2 separate regions of the Ovis aries genome follow, and region 1 is linked to region 2. Evidence: chromatin contacts called from public Hi-C data. All regions are on one chromosome and are shown on one strand. Each heading gives the region's core, a stretch centred on a gene start, on an enhancer-like site or on the middle of the called end of the contact. The rest is flanking DNA. Distances are from core to core; before and after follow the strand shown.

Region 1 (3,754 bases), core at 592-3,091, 36 kb after region 2:
AGAAAGGGCGCGATTTGCTCCTGTTTATCAAATCCTTATCGGTGCCCCGAGATGGGAACCGCCGCTTTCGACCAGAGGATACACGGTTTCTGGCTCCGGTCCCGAAGTCGGAACACGAGTAAATCGACCCAAACACTGAGCTCTTTGGGCTCCCCAGTTCGAAGCCAGTCACGCCCGCCCATCGCGGCTGGGTTCCTCATCTCCGAACCACCGTACAACCACCCAGCAGCTGATTTCCGGAGGCTCAGATCCTTCAGCCAGCCCACCACGCTTTCGATTACAGTTCCCCGTACTCCAGCCCCGCCAGCCACTGTCGAATACTGGGCGGAGAGCTCCAGCTCGCTGGGGCGGCACGAGTGAGGTTGAGAGGAAAGGGGAGCCAGGCTGCAAGCCGCGCACGATTGCAGGAGGCAAGGTGGTTCCCACGTCTGCGCGCCACGCCGTGCGCTCTCACCCTCGCCGGGAGAGGGCAGGAGGGCAGTGAGAGTTGGCCCGCGTTGCCTCTCACCCAGTGCCGAGAGGCTGGCGAGGGCAGGCGGACATATCGTGGCTGCCCTTCTCTGTCCTCTTGGGAGAGAGACACCGGGACCTGCCGGAGTGCCCGGTGTCGCCATCCCCTCCCCACACGCGAAGACAGTTGCTTCCGCGAGGCAGCCGGGCCCACTACCCACTCTCCCGCCGAGGCAAGCTGCGGGATGAGGAAAGGGACTTCTTCCAGCTTCCGTGGGGTCTGGAGCCCTGGAGTGGGTCCCTTCACTGCTCCCTGGCAGCTCTGCCGGGGCCCGTCCCAGCGCTGCATTCTGCCTCCGGCCCCTTGCCAGTGCCGGGAGGCAGCGCGGGCAGAGCTCATTTAGAAGGACCCCACGGGTCCCGAGGAAAAGAGTGGATGCTGCCCCTCAAGTGGGCCGTGAGAAAGTTGACTTGAGCGAGTCAACCAACAAACGTTTCAACAAGCTGGCGGCGTGAGTCTGGTGCGGGGTTTGGAGGCGGATGGATTTTGGAAGGTACCTCGGAAGCACCTCCGACCTCTAGGGCCATTTCCTGGCTTCGTTGTCCGCGCAGATTCCCGACTCCTTCGGGCCACAGAACTCTCGACCGCGAAGCCGGAGCGGCGCGTCCCCAGACTGGACACTTGCGCTCCCCTGCCAAACCTTCCAAATCGATCCCTGGGTCCTCAAACTCCCCTCCGCGCTCCTCTCCCAGCGGCGGTCCCGCGGGGCCCCGCCACCCCCACCCCGGACCAACTCCCCTGCCGGCTCGGACGCCCGCTTACCTTTTCTTCTCCTTGTCAGCTGTCATTGTCGCTGGGGCCCTTTGAGGCTCCGAACACCTGAGCTCCAGGGCCGGCGGGGGCTGCAGCCGCTACTTTCGCTGTGGCCCTAGCCCACTCCTCGAGGCCCACGCCGATGTGAAAGGTGCCAGGTGCTCGCAGGTCCCGAGCGTCCGCACGGTCAGGTGGAAGTTGCGGGCGGCAGGCTCGGTGCGCGGGAAGGGGGTGGAGAACGGTGACGGGGAGGAACCTGTACCGGGAGGCGGGGTCGGGAAAGGAGTGGAAGGACGCTGTCAAACGCAAAAAAAAAAAGTGGGGGGCGGTGGGCACCGAGCAGGGGGCTGAAGTTTCTTTTTCCTTCGAAAAGAAGTCAGGAGTCGCTTTTCTGGGTTTTCAAAATACAAGAAGCGGCTTGAAAACGACGGGAGTTGGCAGAGTCCGGGGCCGGGCAGACGCGGAGGCTATGACCATACAGTCTCAGGACACTGCCGAGGATTGTACGGCCGCCTCAGGAAAGCTGGGGCGGGAGGCGGCGGGCGCCGGAGCTGTGCGTCGGGCCGCTCCCGAATGTCGGGCTCGCGGGCCGGTCAGCCCACTTTAAAAACTCCGGCGGCCAGCGGGGGTGGGGAGGGCGCGAGGGGCGCGGGCGCCGCGGGCGGGGGCCGGGGGCGGGCTCGCGCAGGCAGGCAGGCCCCGCCCCCGTCCGCCCCGCCCCGCCCCCGTGCCCCCGCCCCGCCCGCGCCGCGCGCCGCGGCAGCCCTCGGCGTCCCGGCCAATCGGGAGGCGCGGCCGCAGCCTGTGCCCTGACCCCGGCCCGCCCCGCGGCCCCCGCGCGCGGCTCGGCCGCGGCCCGCCCGCCCCGCCTCCGCCCTCTGCGGTTAGCGAAGTTGTTTATGAGGTCGGCGGGGTGGCGGGAGGTAGGTGGGACTCCGCACCGAGGAGGCGCACCTTGGTGGGGCTAAGCGGCGGCGAGGACCGGGTTTCCGGGGGGTGCTTGCAGGCGCGCCTGTGCTCGCGTAAGCCCGGGTCCTCCCACCTCTGCCCTGTCCTTGGGACCCCGGCTCAACCGCGAGCGCCCGGGGCCCCGCGCTTCATAGAGCCACTCGGCGATGCCGCGCTCCCGCGTCCCTCGCCCCGCTGCCTGTGCCATCGGGTCGGGGGGTAATTCCGAGGTCCCAAACGCTGCGCTCGGTCTGGGGCGATGTGTTTTTCCGGCAGAACGCAGCTAGCTTAGCAGCCCCGAGAGAGAGAGGCAGGGAGACCGATCCCTTGTGCCTGTCGGATCCGGGGAAACAGTGCAGTGAAACTGAGTTACTGCTGCCTCTGCTCTTCTCTTCTTTCACCTGGCACGTCGGTTGCCTGCGGGGTTGCGCCGAGCTGGAGGGGATGCCTGTTCGAAGGTCTTTCGGACGCTCTGGCTTGCCTCGCCCAGCTCCCAACACCCGGCCACCACCGCGCGGGTCCGGGCCAGTTCAGAATTGGAGAAGGAGTCTGGTTTTATAGCGTGATCTCGGGATAATAGTTGACAGCGTGTCCTCAAATCGCATAATTTCAGGCCTGCCCAATGTATCTCCGCGGTCCAGTTGAAGCCCTGGTAACGAAAAGACTGCAGGTGTAGGGAGATCAGAGGTCCAGGGGCCGTCAGAGCCCAAGGTTTTCCAGCTGCTCTTTCGGCGCCGCAGCTTTTGGGCTTCCCTTGTAGCTCAGTTGGTAAAGAATCTGCCTGCAGTGCAGGAGACTAGGGTTCGATTCCTGGGTTGGGAAGATCCCCTGGAGAAGGAAGTGGCAACCCACTCGAGTATCCTTGCCTGGAAAATCTCATGGACAGAGGGCTGCAGTCCATGGGGTCGCAAAGAGTCGGGTACGACCGAGCGACTAACACTAACAGGGACCCGCACCCGCTGGGGATCCTCTGCTCTGTGCTGTCGCTGACTGCTCTCCCAAGAATCCCACCCTATTCCCTACCTACATGGCAGTGATCCAGCAGGGATATTTCTGGAAGGGACCGGGAGGATTTTAATCTTTGAAGCTCATTTGAGAAGGGCACGGGCTTCACAGGTGTGAGCTGAAGAGAAGAGAAAGCAAGGGTGGTGGAACTCGTCCACCCTAGGACCCTAAGCCTTGCTGTTCCTCCCCCCACCCTTAGTTTCCCCACATTTTATACAAAAATAATCTGCTGTAAGGCACCTTCAGTACTGTTAGGCTAAGTGAAAAAAGCCAGTCACAAAAAGGCAAACGCTGTGTGATTCCACTCTTGACGTTTCCAGTCAGATTCATAGAAGAAACAAACCAGAAGGGGGTGGTGTGAGGGATTCATGCTTAATATGTATAGAGTTTTAGTTTTGCAGGATGAAAAAGTTCTAGACGATGAACAATGTGAACATATTAACAATACTGAATTGTATGCTTAAAATGGTCAAGGGGGTGTTTATGTTTTTTAAAACATAATACAAAAGGAAGTATCAAGAAATAAGATACATAAGA
Region 2 (3,769 bases), core at 272-2,771:
AGAGTTGAGTTGTTTCACTTAACTACAAGTGAGCATCACCTTAGTATTCCCTGTCTTAAGGATCTTCTCTGAGGGCAGATGCAAAATGTCAAGAGTTCATGTATCAGAGGCTGGGGCTGCCTCTTACCCCAACAACAACAGCTTCGTCCAGCTCTTTCAGATACGGTATGGCGAGCTGGAGTGAAGGCTAAACCGGTGTGATCCCCCGCAGTGGGATTAGGGCGGCAGAGCTACAGTGCTCTGCTGCTTTCCGGGTAGAAAGTGGGTTAATAAAGAGGCGTGAGGGTGGCTGCATTCATCACCGGGTTACTTAACATCCAATGACTCCCCGCTGTTCCCGGGGACCAGATCCTCATACCCTCGGGACGTTTTCATATGGAGCTGCTGGCTGTGCCCGTGTCCACATCATGTTCAGTGTGCCAGACGCCAGGCAGCTTTCACTAACACCGGTGAACAAGCCTGGACAGAGGCGGCCCGCTCCTTCCTCGGCCCCCTGCCCCTCCCCCTCCCTCCTCTTCCCTACCCTCCAGATGAGCCCAAGGAGGCTTCTGCCTCTGACCCCACCTCCCAGAGACAACAGAGTGATCTGTTGCCAACACCACCATCACCCAAAGTCCTCGTGTCACATGTGGACATGCCCTTTCGGCAGTCAGATTTCTGGCAGGGAGGATGCTGGAGCTTGGCCAGGGTTCCACCCGTTCGGTGATGTAAAATAGAGGTGAGAATACTGGCCAAACCAAAAAAAAGGAAAAAAAGCTACTAAACACAAAAACCCTAAGGGGGGGAAAACCCCATTAAAAACCCAATACAATCTTAAAGGCAAGCAAGAAGGGTTGGAGAATGACCTACACTTTGGAATAAACCACTAGCCCACACTTCAATCTTTAAAAATCTTGTCCCCTAACCTCAATCCTGCCCCCTAACATACCCACCCCAACGTACACACACACACCCCAGACTAGGAGAGGTTAACAGAACCCAGCTGCTCTCTTATCTGGCTAGTCTGCTAATGGCAAATCTCTGGTACTGAGATTCTACAAGTGATTTCTGCAAATCACTTTAATTAGAGATAATGTCATTTTTACTTCATTATCCAGCCTAGCAGTCAAAGAGAAACAAGTCAATATTATTTCTGTGAAACACCAGTTCTGCCCTTTAATGCTGACAGGTGACAGGGAACCGAAACTCCTGCCTACACCACTTTTCAGGAGATTTTGGTCAAAAGACTGGGAGGTTAACCCTTGGTATCCTGGGCCGAGCAGAGCACCCCCAGCAGCCTTTACCCCAGAGACTCTAAAGCAAAGGCTGGTCTCTGTGTCTGGGACGAGGGCCCCCTGACTGCAGCACCGTGTGACGCCCGGGCAAGCGAGTGGGGCAGCACACTGCTACCTCCACTTTGTGGGAAGCAATCATTAACATGTGAGTCAGCAGCCGAGAGAAGACTTTAAGCCCAAGGGAAAAACAGCCCCAAGTCCCTGTAGCCTCAGAGGCCACACTGGGTTTGATTAAACCATTTGAAGATTAGCTGTGTGTGGGAGGCCTGAGTGGCTATGTAGTCCTGGCAGCTCTCATGGATCCTCTCAGCTGTGCCCGTGCTGACTCCCTCAGTCGTGTCCGACTCTTTGTGACCCCACGGACTGCAGTCCGCCAGGCTCCTCTGTCCATGGGAATTCTCTGGGCAAGAATACTGGAGTGGGTTGCCATTTCCTCCTCCAGGGGAATCTTCCCAACCTAGGGACTGAACCCAGGTCTCCCGCATTGCAGGCAGATTCCTTACAGTCTGAGCCACCAGAGAAGCCCAAGAATACTGGAGCAGGTAGCATATCCCTTCTCTGGGCCAGGGTCGGGGGGTGGGGGGGGTGGGGTCTTACTGACCCAGGAATTGAACCAGGGTCTCCTGCATTGCAGGCCTGGGACATTTCAAATCCTGCTGCCACATTGGAGGAGAAGATTTGTTTCTCCAGAATCAAGTAAGAAATGCTCTTTGCTGGGTATCTGTTTACGGCTGCTGCTGCTAAGTCACTTCAGTCGTGCCCGATTCTGTGCGCCCCCGTAGATGGCAGCCTACCAGGCTCCCCCATCCCTGGGATTCTCCAGGCAAGAACACTGGAGTGGGGTGCCATTGCCTTCTCCGTCTCTGCTTACTAGTTTCTCCTAATTATTTAAAAATGCCAGATGCAGCTCTGGTTTCATTGGAGTGACTTCTGATCGCCTTCGAGATTGTGAGAAACCTGCTTGCCCTACACCCACCAAACTGTACAACTCTGGCACGTAGGAGAAGTCCTGAAGCACCCAGGGTTCTAAAAAGCACCATCACTGAGCTCAGAGAGCAAGGACTCCTTTGCATTTTAGCCTTCTGTCAAGAAGTGTGGCTCTTTGGAATTTAAATCCCATCTGGCATTTTTGTTTTGTGAGCTTTTGTTTTCACTGAGTCAACATTTACTGAGTGCCGGCTCAGCGCCAGCCTTAGGGGATACAGGAGGAAATATGGGTCCCTGCCCACAGTGAGCTGATGGTCTAGTGAGGGAGATGGACAAGTAGGTCAGGGTCTAGGGCCAGACAGACAGCCTGGGCTTGGGGGCGCAGATGTTTCCTCTGTGACACCGGGGCAAGTCACTGAGGTTTCTCTAAACCTGTGTCTTGTAAAAACAGTTTGTCTCAAAGTCTCTGCCTCCTGGGCTCTTGTGCAGAATAAGTGTTACATATGTGCAGCACGCTTAGAATCATGCCTGACATGTAGGGTTGACTCTGTTGCTGCTGAAGTCAATAAACAGAGCTCTGGGAGCACAGAGGGTGCCCTGACCTAGGCGAGGAGAAAGGGAGACCTGTAGAAGGCTTCTCAAGGAGACAGTTAGGACAGACAGGAGTGAGCCAGGTCAAAGAAGGGGTGAAGGGGTTCCTGACAAGATGGGCCAGAACCAGGCCTCGTAAAGAGGGCTCAACTCAGGTTTGGGAGCACAGGCCTTAACCAATTGGGGTCGACCCAGAACAGGGGGATTGTCCCTCCCGAGGTGTCCCAAAGTGCCCTCAGTAAGAAGCAGAAGCCTGGGTTAGCAGAACCATGGGGCAACCCTGTTGTGGCATTTCTTCTATTTTCACATTCCTAGCGCTTTGACAATGAGATGATTGTGTGGATATTACAAGAGGTGATTATCTCCATGGGTGCTGACCCTGTTCTGGCGCAAAGACCTTGCCTCGCCAGAGCCAAGACTTGTGAGGTCACTGCTAAGTTGTCGATTCTAGAGAACCTCGACAAACCTCAAAGCCACCAGGGGAATCTGCTCTTGGCAGGATGGCTTATTTTAAAAGACAAGCTGCAGTAAACAGGTGCAGGACAGGAGGCAGCCTGTACATGAGGCACTTTCAATTCAAAGGGCTGTGTACTAAACTTCCCCACGTGCAGGGGCTGGTGAGGGGTCAGAGAAAGGCAGCCTCCCCATGAATCAGCAACCGACATCCACGCTGCTGGGTGCCACGAAGCCCTGGTCCCGCAGATCCTCTGTGGGACTGGGGGTGTGCAGGGCACTTCCTCCCATCACAAGGAGAGGGGAGCACAGAGCTGATGGCCTCTGTCATGATTAAAGCCTGAAGGTGGAAACTTGGAGGAAAAGTTTCAAGGAAACAAAATGTCACCAAGTCTTCTACATGTTACAACAAACCCAGGCATCACAAACGTTCCAGGACCTCAAGCAGAATGTGTTGAGCAGTTACACATTCCTAGCTGGATTTAAGTCCTCCTGTGAATGATTCATCTTGATGTCCAGCGATG

Evidence for each region. A called contact is a pair of places that touch in the nucleus more often than the background predicts.
Region 1: a Hi-C map of liver shows a contact between it and region 2, with 2.4 times the contacts expected there. The contact joins the promoter of EPAS1 here to the enhancer-like site in region 2. A contact is called at or near these places in 2 of 16 Hi-C or Micro-C datasets (liver and skin fibroblasts).

Annotation. Positions count from the first base shown.
Region 1 is chr3:78,053,766-78,057,519 of ARS-UI_Ramb_v3.0, forward strand. EPAS1 (endothelial PAS domain protein 1) reads right to left here and starts at 1,842. Exons shown (of 16, transcript XM_015094403.3): 1 at 1,274-1,842. The coding sequence starts at 1,299.
Region 2 is chr3:78,018,445-78,022,213 of ARS-UI_Ramb_v3.0, forward strand. All of the region lies in intron 1 of EPAS1 (endothelial PAS domain protein 1), which reads right to left. Among named protein-coding and RNA genes, the nearest start is that of EPAS1, 35 kb to the right of the region's middle. Within about 2 kb of position 1,522, at least 11 of the 54 cell types and tissues checked have an H3K27ac peak or open chromatin away from gene starts, as enhancers often do. A contact at or near this core is called in liver, where this site is marked.